Linked DNA regions of Zea mays: region 1 is linked to region 2. A link is a contact called in public Hi-C data. All regions are on one chromosome and are shown on one strand. The core of a region is the stretch at or near the end of the contact, and the rest is flanking DNA. Distances in the headings are between cores, read along the strand shown.

What was found. Hi-C and Micro-C count contacts between places; a contact is called where the count stands out from the background.
Region 1: a contact with region 2 is called in a Hi-C map of ear, with 3 times the contacts expected there. The contact joins two enhancer-like sites. A contact is called at or near these places in 4 of 25 Hi-C or Micro-C datasets (bundle sheath, ear, leaf and 1 more).

What each region holds. Positions count from the first base shown.
Region 1 is chr6:25,605,172-25,612,431 of Zm-B73-REFERENCE-NAM-5.0, forward strand. No RefSeq gene overlaps it. Among protein-coding and RNA genes, the nearest start is that of LOC100277767, 110 kb to the left of the region's middle. Within about 2 kb of position 4,445, at least 16 of the 20 cell types and tissues checked have an H3K27ac peak or open chromatin away from gene starts, as enhancers often do. A contact at or near this core is called in ear and tassel, where this site is marked.
Region 2 is chr6:24,989,851-24,996,441 of Zm-B73-REFERENCE-NAM-5.0, forward strand. LOC100193670 reads left to right here. Exons shown (of 8, transcript NM_001138763.1): 2 at 1-57; 3 at 142-210; 4 at 298-414; 5 at 1,489-1,578; 6 at 1,735-1,968; 7 at 2,050-2,105; 8 at 3,025-3,413. The coding sequence ends at 2,061. Among protein-coding and RNA genes, the nearest start is that of LOC100193670, 7.0 kb to the left of the region's middle. Within about 2 kb of position 5,336, at least 6 of the 20 cell types and tissues checked have an H3K27ac peak or open chromatin away from gene starts, as enhancers often do. A contact at or near this core is called in ear and tassel, where this site is marked.

The sequences.
Region 1 (7,260 bases), core at 3,195-5,694, 610 kb after region 2:
ACCTAAAACAATTGACTAAGTACTAGAAACATACCTTTTCACTTTGATCCATAGAGGTCTGCAATATTCTCATTTTAAAACCCAAAAGTGATTTCTTATTTTCCTCAATTTGCTTCCTAAACACCTGTGCTCATGCTCATATGAGGAGTGTTAGTTCAATGTGTAACACCTCGTCCAATCCCGGACGGATGGTACTTACTCGTGGCAGCTCGCTAGAATCATATATTGTCCCCCACATACCAACACGAGTCTTTTATGCACACTTTTTCCTCATTCATGTGCACCCGAGAAAACTTCTCGATCGGTCACCCATCCCAAATTGCTTCAAGCCAAGCACGCTTAACTTGGAGGTTCTTTCGAGATAGGCTTCCAAAAAAGATGCACCTTGTTGGTATGGATACTCTATTAATTCTATTAATCCTTAGGCCAAGATATCACTATCCCAGGGGCCAGGATTTCACAATTCACACCCTTAGAAGACTGACGTCCTCGTCGGTCAACCCCAATACAGGAACCTTCCCTCTTGGCCGCGTCTGTGTGTCTAGTGTCATCATATGCCATGCCATGTGACCACTCAGGGCCCCATGTGTCATATACCCGAACACCTAATCCACACACGCCCGTAAAACTGCGAGGGTCAGCTCTGATACCACTTGTAACATCCCATCCAATCCTGGACCGGCGGTACTTACTCCTGACAGCTCGTTAGGATCATATATTGTCCCCACATACCAACACGAATATTTTGTGCACACTTTGTCCTCACTCATGCGCACCTGAGAAAACTTCCCGTTCGGTCATCCATCCCAAATTTTGCTCCAAGACAAGCATGCTTAACTTAGCGGTTCTTTCGAGATAGGCTTCCGAAAAAGAAGATGCACCTTGTTGGTATGGATACTATATTAATTCTATTAAGATTTGTCCCAGAATTTAAGTGAGTAATGGGGAGAGGGTTATCAGTTTTGATGATGTGTTAAGTATGGGTGTAATTTGTTTGGTGGATTTAGTGGAGGTCATGGGTGTAATTACTGAACGTTTCATCAATAATTACCAAATGTTCTTCACTACTTAAGTGATAAATTACCGAATGTTTCGTTACTAATAATTTTTGAAATTGAATGATGAATGACTATGAATGACTGAAAGAGCATAATGTGAGTACTTACTGAGCCGCTGAAGTGATAAATTATTAAATGTTTCGTTTTTTTGCACTAACAATTTATTGTGCTTGCTAATAATTACTAAAATTGATTAATGAATGACTGAAAGAGCACAAATTATTTAAATAAAGATGTTGTGGCGTATGAGTGAGTACAAGAACTGGTAGTGGATTGCGGATCTGAAATAGTTTGGCGGGTTGGGTAGTTCGTTTGTGGGGTGTTAGACTGGACAAATGGGCTTGGTGAAGCTGATATATACACATGTAGGTAGATAATGTTAGGCTGTCTCCAGCAACGTCCTCTATATACATCCTCTATATCCGTCATTTAGAGTCTTCTCTAAAAGATTATATCCTCTATATCTCCTTTCTCTCCAACAACGTCCTCTAAATCACGTCCTCTATGCTCAAATATCTATATTAGAGACATTTTTTATTTTTATTTTTTGTACATACGTATTTGTCATACTCTCAAATGTATTGTACATATTTTAGTTTTACTAAACCGGTTATTTAAAGTATTCAAATGGATAGATGATCGTTTAGAGAAACTATATATATACAGAATTCAGCAGCGTCCTCTAAATTTAGAGGACCGTTTAGAGGACATTGCTGGATAGCGTAGAGGACCATTTGATCCTCTATATTTTAGAGTACATAACCTTTTAGAGTTTCTTGCTGGAGCTAGCCTTGTATCGGAGACCGAATGAAATCCATGAAAACAATAGAGAGCCAACTAGCTAATGGCATCTTCTTGAGGGCCAAGGTTGCAACGCTATCGAGATGGGCCAACTAGCTAATGGCATGCATGCGCACTGAAGGGGACGACTGGGCTGAACTCGTGAAATATATATGATGCATGGGGCTGAGAATGCATTGATAATAATTGATGGACGCATGCACACCGGACGGTGGCATATATTTTTGCGTGTAAGTGTAACACGAGACGACAAAGTGAGTAGCTATAGCCAGGGCCAGGGGTCGGACATAAAACGTTTCAACGTTTTATAAAGAAGAACGTATCCACAGTACAAATTATTTTCACTAAATCCACTATAGAATATATTTGTTGATATTGCATAAATTTGATATTGTAATTATTAATATACTTTCTAGATCCTCTATAAAAACTTCTGAAAGTAGTATAAAAAGCATAATGACCTATATTTTTGAACGGAGTAAATACCAACCTATTATATTATATTAATCATATATATGCACCGTCCTGCAGTACTATAGTACCTAGTACGCGGGCGTTTATATTGTTGCCATTGCATTGTCTCACTACTCTCATGCACGTTTATATCAATTGGTGGACAAGTTGAGCAATGCCCGATGCATCGTCTCTTTTCATGGTCGAACCTCAAGTAGCACATCTTCGTGGCCAGTTGTCCCCCCTGCTACCAATCCCAAAGCTAATTGTGCCAAATACCTGAGTTTGTTACCACCACTGGCACTTCCTTCGCTCAGCAGTCCATCTCCATCGATTTTGTGGAAGCTCTACAAATGTCCGAGCGTACAATCATGTTCTGATGGTTGTGGATAGATTCTCTAATTTTACTTAATTCCTGTCACTTAACGTGGTCGCCAGCAGGTTATCCATCCTATCTCTTATCCTATCTTCTATTTTAAACTTCACTATATAAACTGTGAAGTCTACAGTGCAAAACAGTGTTTTGCACGACCATTTGTACGATCTATTGGAGACAGTCTAAGCATCTATTCGTTGCTTTTGGAGTGGCACAATCGTTCATGCAACAAGTTTACAGACTTTATGGGCTTCCTGACTCCATTGTCTCGGACTGTGACAAGATATTTCTCACCAAATTATGCCAGGAATTGTTCAAGCTAGCTGGTGCCACTCTAAAGATGAGATCGTATTACCTTCCGCGGACTGATGCACAATCCATAGGCCGACACAAAAATAGAGCGGGTTAGGTGGAGTTTGGATCCACGTAACTAAAAGGTGTGTTTGGTTGAGTAGATGAGAATGGAGTGGTTCTATTCCTATTTTCTAGATGCTTAGTTTCCAACAAAAGATAAGCGAGGTGGCTCCTGGAGTCTTAATATGAAAATTTACCATAAATAGTATCTGCGCTCATCTCTCTCCTCCTCTCTACACTCATATGACTCCCTAATCAAACAAAGAACGGAGTATCTGCGCTCTATTCTACTATTCAACTAAACAAAAAATGAAGCGGCTCTGTTCTACTTGCCAAACGCAGAATAGAATTGCTATATTCTCAAAAGCTAGAATGAAGTCGTTCCATTCTAGTTAACTCTACAACCAAACACACCCTTAGTCCCGTCATATCTAATGTTTAGATGTTAGTTATAAGTATTAAATATAACCTAGTTACAAAATTAATTACATAGATAAGGGCTAAGTGACAAGACAAACCTATTAATCCTAATTAATCCATGAATCACCCATGTGATGTTACTTACCGTAAATATTTGGTAACCATAAATTAATTAGGGTTAATAAATTCATCTCGCCGTTAAATCTTCATATGTATGATTAGTTTTGTCATTAAACTATGTATAATACTCGTAACTATCATTGTAATATCCACGGTGACATGGACTAAACTTTTGTTAGGGGGAAAGCTGCTCCGTAGAAATGGTACCATTGGCTGTAGTTGGCGGAATTCTGGTGCAATTCTAGTAATCTAGTTGGCATTCAGCTCCCAAATCGTTTCCCGTTTGAGGCTCTTTTTGGTGCCCGTTCGTATGCTGCTTGTCCTTCGCTGGCAGGCTGGCACTCGCGGACTGCTTGAGGAGAAGCACAGGCCGGTGATGCAGAACTTGATTCAGCAGCATCTCTTGCGAGCTCTTTGAGTCAATGAAAAACTTGCTTTGAAGTTGTTTGAGTCGTTTCAAATTCAGTCTCGCATTGGACCGGTCACTTACAATACAAGCTCGAACTGCCCAAACACTCTCAGGTCCATCCGGTTTTCCATGTCTCCCAGCAGCAAGCTATTCATTCCCGTGTCTCAGAACTGTTGCCGAATTGCCCTACATCATTGGATGGCCACGAAATTAATTCCAGAACAGGAATTGCAGCATCGTGTATTTGCATGAGGCAACAGTGTCTCCTTGCAGGGTTTGATAAAGTGGTCGGGGCGTCTGCCGCGTTCCTAGGCGACATGGGAGGATTTGGAGGCGTTGCCATGCTGCTTTCCCAAGGCACCCTGGTGCTTCAGGGCAAGCAGGATGGATATAAAGGGGGAGAGACCGTTGTCCTGGGCCAGACCTCTGTAGACGGAACACCAGAAGTAAATGGGCTGGACACTGAAGCCCATCGGGTAACAGCACTTGGCCCAAGAGTTCCAGGCATCAGTGGGCTTGTAGAGAGTGATCCCAGGAAGTACGACTTGTGATGAAAGAGAACAATGTATTGAACAACCGAATTCCTACCTGTTCTGCCCTCCTATCTTCATATCTTGCTTGCATGCGTTTCCTCCTTCCATATTGAATATGACCTGAATTCTGTTGTGATAATTAGTTGATTTGTTTCCGTATTGCAGCGAGATATTTTATAAGTCACATGGAAAGAGAGATGATTTAATGTATTTTCAACTCTCCTTGTATATTTACTTTATTTGCTAACAAGTGACACCAGAGCTAGACATGAGTTGGAAAAAAAAAATCTAGCGTTTTGATTGACATGCATATTCATCGTTCCATCACATGTGTTTGCAAATGGTGTTGTCGAGAGATAGAGTTAATTTCGGAAGATACATGCATATTCTGTCGATCCCATATCTATATCTTGTAAGTCACATTGGAAGAGACATGGCTCGTTATATTGTTTGATCCATATTTGGATTATTCCCTAACACTCAAATCAAACTTCTAGTCTCTTAGCAGATTATGGCATGTCTTATCTTTGACACATCGTCGCAGCTAACACCTTTATGTTTCTATTATTTGCAAGGATTGATTCTTCTACTAACTAACTAACTAACTAATGAAGAGAAACTTCAAAGTTGATCTAGTACTAGCTGTGAATAATGCCTTGTGTCGGTCTGCCCAAACTTCCCCGTCTTAAAAATCGGACAGGATGTGTGTTGCTGCAGAGCATGGACCAGGACTGCATCCACATCCACGACAATCCGCTGTCGCAACTGACGTCACCAAAGTAGCCAAGCCACGTGAGAAGTGCCTTGACGTCTGTGCTCACCCGGCGCAAGTGGCCAGTAAAAACAAGTACAGTCAGACGAAAGATGATTGCACGAATAATCTTCAGACAAGATCTGGAGTGGGCCGATCGGGTCTGCCATTAGTGCATCCAGGGGGGCCCCACCCATCAAAGCACCTGGATCTGCCTGCCTGTAACTCTCTGCTGCCCACTGGACTGGACCAACAAAGACTTCTCTTGCGTAGTCTTGCAAAATACAAATGAATCCCCTCCCATACTGAAAAGAGAGATGATGTTGAGGATAGAACTGCGACGAGAACGCTGGTTCATCCTGAGCTCTCAATAATATAAATGGACCACATGCATTTTGGGTGTCAAGCCCACAAGCACTCTGTTGGTGTCAATCTGGACGCCAATCACTGTAAGGTATATGGATGGCAGTGTTCTCTGCGACAACACAGACGGTCCGTGGTCTAGAGTCGGACGATCCACGACATGAGGCAGGAGCGGGATCTTCTCAGTGCGGAAGCCGGACGGTCCGCTTTTGGTAGTGGAACGGTCCGCGTGTGCGCAGAATCGACGACATTCACCAACGACATCTGGATCTAATCCCATTAGTGAAGAGAGATTCTAGGGTTTGTTTTGTTATCGGCAGGTTACACAAGACGACTTACAGCTACAAAATGGACCACATGCATTTTGGGTGTCAAGCCCACAAGGACTGTTGTGTTCTAATCTGAATCGATTCAGTGCAGAGTGACGTGATGTCGAGTATAAATTATACGGATTAGTTCGTAAAGCACTAGCAATAGGCTTTGCTGAAAAATAAACATATCACAGTGGAGGTCCTGCCACAAAAGGGTGTTTGTTCCAATAGGTATCCAGCGCGGACAGCACCGAATTAGTCTTGGAATTTATGCGTATCCATTTCTCCGTGTAGCACTCATTGGAAAGATTGATTCAGTAGTGATGTGACCTACGTATATCTTGGGTGAGTACAAACTGGTAAAAAGTATACGAATTTTTCAAAACATATTAACCGGTGAGTTCAAAGATATTTTGTACTGCATTTTTTAGATCATAGTTTCTCTTTGTTATGCACATTTTGGTTCGCAACAAAAACTGAATTTCTAGGTGAGCTAGGAATTTTCTAAGTACTAGTTTGGAAATTTCATTTTTTTCCAAGGGATTCCTATTTTCCTAAGGGAAAATGAACTAATTTTACTTGGGAAAATGAAAATCCTTTTGCAAAAATAAGGTTACCAAACTAGTCCTAAATGTTGCAATTTGTCGGTTCAATATGGTGGGCTATATTCACTAGTTTACGGTGGGTTCCACTTTTTAGAGCCTGTATCAATTATCGCGCGCGAGCGGTAATAAACTGGTTGGCCCGATTAAAGAATCGTGAGTAGAAACACATTTTCACTGCTGGTTTTCTTAACACAGCCGTCAATGAAAACCGTCCATTTCCACTAGCTGTTGTTGTAATGGAAGCGCTAGTGGAAACTAGATTATCACTGGCGGTTCAATTACAACAACCGCTAGTGGAAATGTGTTTGCACCGACGGTTGCTTATTCCAACCGTATGTGACCTTTATTGTGTAAATACTTGTTCTTCCTCCTCGATCAGTACTGTTTCTCGTAGCCACCTTCCATTGTAGATTTCACAAAATACAACGGGGTTTGATCTTCATTTTTGGAAAGAGGTTGCTAAGAAAAGTTGGTTTATGTTTCTCTTGCCAATTTTTGTTCATTCTAGTTCAATTTTAGCCACATTTTGGACCTAAGATTTAACTATATGTGGGAGAGAAGACTATAGCTAGGTTATTTTCTGTATTTCATCCAATTAGGTTGCTTAAGATGGTTACATTTTGTCTCTCGTCTTTCCCTTTACATGTTTAGTTCTCAACTTAGTTTATCCATGTTATATTTTAGTTGTTTAATGAATGGTGCATGT
Region 2 (6,591 bases), core at 4,086-6,585:
TCTCACTATCAGGCAACGATACAAAGCAATCTACTCCATGATAATTCATCATTGAAGGTTAGATTGTCATTTGATTACTATTGATATATCTCCTGTGGGTATGAATTTTTTTCATTGTTTCTGTCCCCTTTTTCTTCCTAGGGTGTAAGATGTAAATCTGAAGAGAGTCACCCTCAACTGGCTGTAGCTGAAAATCAGATTCCACACAAAGTGATTATCTTCCTTTGTTGATTTTTTTTTCTATTGTGTTGCTTCATGTGATTTTTTATGTGTCACATCAAGTTTATTTTATTGTAGATACTACAAAAGAAGATCGATGTGCCAAATGGCTTCCCCCATGAAAAGAATGAGGAGGTTACATCTAAGTATAAATATGATGGTGTCGTTCCCCCAAGAAACCCACATGATAATCTGGTTATCTCCTGCTTTTGTTACTTTTCTATTTAGACATGAAACAAACAATTTGGTGAAAAGTAGAGAACTCTTTGGTTTTAACAGAAATCAATATGAGAAGGCAAACAAACCCCATCGATACCCACTCCTAGAGCGAAAAACATGTCCAGTTGTGCATCATCATTAAGCAAGCTTACGCTCAAATTTATGATGTCTTGGGGGACATCCTCTTGGTTTCAAAAAAAAAATCATTTTTTAGTTTAAACTTGAAAACCTCTAAAAGTGTGATACAATATTTCCAAACTACCGTTGTGTTTTCAATGGAGAGCAGCCTTGTTCTAGCATGGTCATCAAGTGGGTCAAGGAGGAGTCTCACATCTGGTGTAGGGCTGGAGCTAGTGGATTAGACAGCATCCTTTCCGCTCCAGCGCACTAATCGGCGACCTTCTGTTTTGGGTTTCCATGGTCATGAGTACAGGTGTTCATACTATCATTGTATTTATAGCTATCCTCTAGTGTGTGTGGGTTCGTGTGGCTTTATATGAGGTTTTTATCCTCACCTTTTCTTCTTATTATAATGATACACAGCTCTCATGCGTTTTCGAAAAAAATATTTCCAAACTACTGAGTAAGTAGCTTTTAAACTTGAAAACCTCTGAAAATGTGATGCTATATTTCCAAACTACTGAGCAAGTAGCTTCAAGGGTTGATGAGGACAATGACACGAGAAAGAGAGCTTTGACCATTGCGCTGTAGCCCTTTGATATCTCGTGTGTGTTTTGGGGTGCGGTGGTTGTGTGTACCCTTGTTGGGGAAGTGCCCCCCCCCTCCCCACACACACACAAAAACACATTTTTTTGGTTTTCCATACTGTGAACTGTTTTTTCTATCTTAATTGAAAGGCAGAGCTTCTACCGTCTCTTTAAAAAACTATTTCATAGGCTCTCTTCAATCTGCTTTTGTTTTTGCAAATTTGTGGTCGGTGCTGATGAGAACCAAAACAGCTCTTAAGTTTTCACCAAATTAACTGTTTCCACTAAATATGTCCACCTTTATTTAGTGGAATTTATCATCCCTTGCTTAAACTGTCCACAGAAACTGCAAGGGTTGATAAAGCCACCATTCAATACATTTCATGGCCGGACAAGAAAGGTTGACGCGGAAAGTCAGACTGGGCCCAATATGGTTAGCTCCCTTTACACTTATTGAACTTACATCAGGCATGCTTCTGTTCTGGTAGAGGAAATAAAGCCTATATTTAGCACAAAATGTGTACATGTGCAACTGTGTACCTGTGTCTTAATAGTTGAATAACGTTCCATATTTGCTTCTTCTGTTTAGGATGGCAAAGAGGTTGTGTTGCATTCAATAGTTTGGCCACATACTCCAGTAGGCAAGGCTATTCTTCAGAGCAGTTCGCCGTCTACAATAGTAGGTGGCGTGAGAATTGGAACTGAATGTTGTAAGGTTTTTTTGAGTGAGGTGTTAAAAAGCGATGCTCCACTGTTTCGGCAAAATGGGGAGATGAAGATGTTTGATGCACTTAAGTGTTCAATTGCATGGCCAAATACCCTAGTAATATCTTGAATTCCTCTAGTTATTATAGATTATTTTATTGCCACATAAGTAAAGAAGCAAAAAAACATTTATTTTCAGGTCCAAAGATAATACCATTGCTAGCAAGGCAGTACCTGACCGACCGTATCATCAAGGTACCATAACTGCTAGTTGTTGGTTTATACTTTATACCTTATGAAACTCGTGCTCTCGAAAAATAACACATGAAATTTTATTGTAATCTCACTCGTTGATCATCTATATATTGTAATTGGTTGAAGGTTAAACCTTTTGAACAATGTCCAAAATGCAACATCCAGCGTATCTTATTGGACTCGCAAACATGCTCTAGTTTAGTGATTAGTTTGTTTTGATGGGATGCCTTTCTCAAGTTGTTGAGATAGAAACTTAATTGTGCCTGTTGTCCAATTTTGCATTATAGATAGGAACAACAATCAAGCCTTTTTTTATGATAGATAGGAAGAACTACAAAGTGATTAATTTGGGCTGATCTGTTCATGAAACAATGCTAAGTTGCAGCTAAAAGCTTTAACATCAGTTTTTATGTTCAGGAAATCAAAATTAATTTCTGAAAAATTACATGGAACTATGATTTTCTTGGTGTCTCTGACAATTGCTTCAAGATGGAATGCATAAGCTCCATCAACGGCCATTTGTAAGTAGATCGATACCATAAGGATGCTTACAAAGTGTGTGTTTCTCTTAGTTTACCTGAGGGTGTGTGGGGTGCGTGTTTGTATGGCCATTTTGGCCTTCTCTTCTTTCTTGATGCAATGATACACAGTTCTGCGTAGTTCTGCGTATTCGAGAAAACATAAGGATGCTTAGTTAACGTGCTGATCCTTTACAGCATGCAATGAAAGCTCTTATTGGGTGCTACATATTGTTTGGTGTGTACTCAGTAGTGTGTTTTTTGTGGGAACATACAGTAGTATCATCAAATTTTATATGACGTCACTTTGTATATATTTTTGATATAAATTACAGTCTGTTGATATCTTTTTAGTGCAGTAGACAATTAATTATTATTTTCCATTTTCGTGTGTTATATAGGTCATCGACAAAGCTCGTTCGGCAACTGAATGGTGATGTGTCATTTTGCACATAACGTGGATGCCAATAGTAATATTATGATTTTGATCTTCAAACACAACACATACTTTTGGTATAGGATGTTCTAAGGAAAAAACGTCTCAAGTTGCATGTAACGAGTCTGTTTTGGCTTTTGTTCATATATGGGTGACAATGTGTGGTGTTACTAGACCACTGTTTGGTCAATTGGAGTAACAAATCTAGTGATCTCTCTTGTTATAGTGATCTCTCTTGTTAGAGTTACTGTGGTTGTATTGTAGTGGCCTCTTTGTGTAATGGGCTTAGGTCTAACAATTCTATTATAAATATGTCACCAACCCTAGTTAGGGTTATGGGTGGCAATGGGACCCAATCCTCGATTCTTCGTGGGAAATTAATCTATTAGAGGATGGAGAACTTTCTTTCCATACGGAAATGTAAATGGGAAAAAATCGTCCCTGATAGGTAAATAGGGATGGAGATGGGGAAGCATTTTCCATCATCATTCCCTGCGAGACTCGTTAAATTTGCACGTGACAATGTTTTTATATATAGTTAATGATAAAAATAAATAATTATCTTACCAAGAGATCACTCCTTATACAAATTTGTTCATTTTGATATATATATACTGATTTCTTACATCTGAGAATGTGTATAAATGACAATATTTTGAATTAATAACAAAGGAACTACATACTTAGGGTTAGGCTTTTCAGTCTAATATGGTATCTACAACTATGTTTAACCTTCTTCCCCACCCGAGCCCCAACTGTAGCCATCGGCTATAGTAACTCGTCGGCGTCCGCAGGTCACGCCCTCGACGTGCTAGGCTCCATGGTCGGTGTCATCTGCTGTCCACGCCCCCGACGCGCAAAGTTCGCTCCCTCGCCTAATTGCCTGTGTCGACCTCTAACGCGTCTAGCGCCGTCGCGGGTCGAGCCGCAACTCTGTTCCCCTGTCCACGCTCGACCTCGAGCCATGTCTGCTCCTCCGTCTGCGCCCTTCCTCCACCATGTCTAGGAGCCGCCGAGTTGTCGTGCCTCCACACCGTCGTGTCCTTGGCAACAACACACCCCTCCCTCCTCTCTCCCATGGCAACCTCGTCTTGGGCGGCCATCGCCGACTACGTCTCCATCATGAATGCACCATCGCCCAGGTTCTCTGCTCTGTAGCTGCCACTAGGCGTCTCTGCGCCGCTGTTGTCGGTCACATCTGTCGTGGACCCGTCGCCACTTACCATTGTCGTTGTCGGGTCCGGCGACATCACCCCCACCGGCATTGGTGCCTCGACAGCACCCGCCTCCCTCGCCGCCCTCTACATGGCCGCACTACGGGAGGTCGCGCCCGTGACACATGTGCCTCTGCTCGATGCTGCTGCCTATCATGCCGAGCTTTCTGGCCCCACACTTTCCCCACATGGGTATGGGAGTGGTCACCGCCTTAGTTGATGGATCTTCTCCTCTCGCGAGGGGCGGGGGGGTTGGCACGCTCTTGTCACCGGTGTACAGTCACCAGTCGACGATCACCACCTCTCAGCGTCGTGCCCCCATCGCTGCCCTTGCGGCCGCTTGCCAGCTTGCGCAGGCGACTGCCCGTGCCTAAGAGCAGGAGCATGTGTCTGTTGACACCCTCGAGTGTTAGCTCGTCGTGCCCATCCACTCGCTTGAGAGCGTCCCGGGCACTGACTCCCACTCCGTGCACGACATCGACGACGAGGCTGTTTTTCTCACCCTTGACATGCCGGTTATCGTCAGCCTTCATGCACAGGCGGCAAGATTCCCCAGCATACGAGCACTTGTCTCCATCATCCTCGACCCAGAATCGGCTCAGCACTCGCTAGCGCGACCAAGCCCTGTGACTCTCCACGGCTACGTCTTCGACGACCACATCCTCGTCGATGCAGCTGTGCCGACGCAGGTCTGATGTCGGATGGACAACGTGGTCCTCTCCTGGATCCTCGACCCCCTCACAGTCGAGATGCAGGACATCGTCCGGGTGCGGGGGAGGGGGTTGGAACCGCTCGCTAGGCCTGTGTTGCTTTAGAGGCGCAGTTCCTCGGCAACCTTAGGTCCGGATCCTCCATGGACACCACCTTTCGCTAGCTTGTCTAGGGGGATCTCACCGTCACTGAGTACTACTGACAGATGAATACCAGGGCGAAGACCCTCCACGACCTTGGCTCTCTAGTCATGGATGAGACGCTCGTTATCAACCTCCTGCATGGGCTCAATCTCTTGCTTGAGGAACTCACATCTGCGGTTGTTACCATCGCTGACGCCGTGACAACCCTCTACAGTGGCAAATGTGGGGGCAGGCCCAACGGGCCTCTCCTGCTGCCTCTGGGGGTGTGCCCTCTCATCTGAGTGCGAACCCATCGTCCTTTGGTGCTCCTCGTCTAGCTGCCAACTCCAGCGGTGGTGGTCGTCGTCGCTAGGATGATCGTGGTCGTGGCGGTGGTGCACCGACGGCCCATGGCAGTAGCTCGTGGCTTTTTGTTGAGAACCAAATGTGACTGAGCGGACGGTCCATACTGTACGTCGTAGTGGGGCAAACTGTGTAGAATCAGTTAGGCTTCTAGATTTCTTGTGGGATTTGTTAGCAAAACCTGTGGGATTAACTCGAGAACCGACTTGTAACGGGTCCAGACATCAGTTTTACACTCTGCATAGGTTGTACCCTGTACCCACAAGTCATGTATCCCATGTCGTCAGGGTTTGCAAGGCCCTTAGACACTACCGAGGTGAATGGCTAGGGATCCACTACGAGGCCTTTACAAAGTTCCACTAGCTTCCAAAAACCCGCTACAGTTTATAGGGAGAGCACTTGCAAGAATCCCTCGTCTGACCGCCATCGCAGCAAAATCAACCCGAGAACCTCCTTGCATGCAACTCCCCTAATGCCCTTGCCCCTTTCGAGTAAGGTAGTCTTCCACTAGCTTTCCTAATTAGTTAGCCAAGTGGTCCCATTCCTCCCTTGTGGTGGCACGTTTTCCCTGGTGGTTCTCCATGTTCCCATTAACATAATGGTCTTATCATGAACATAAATAACATAACAGAATAATTGGAACATGGATGTAATGAAATATTAACCCAAAACCATGTAAAGCAATAGCATAACTACCCAAATGATTCAGGGGTAAACAAGGGAAAAATGATAAACACACTAGGGTGACCTATTGGGTCCCATCAAAATTAACCTATGCAGATCATTATAATTAATAAGAACATGACTGGGTAAAAAGGAAGTGATCAAGGGCACAACTTGCCTCGCACTTGAGATTCCAGGTACCAGGATGATTCTTCAGATCCTCGAAACCTCACTGCTAGTCGCAACAATACAAATAAACACGGTATATATAAAATTAACATCACACCAAATATAAGTACAAACTGAATAATAATGATCTACGCGAAGCTACGAGATCGCAGGTTTGAGAACCACTAAAATCGGAGTTACGATTAAGGAGTTATGATTTTATAGAAGATCTATGTGATTAAAATATCAATCTATATTATGAATTGGTTAGTGTAAATTATATGAGAGGTT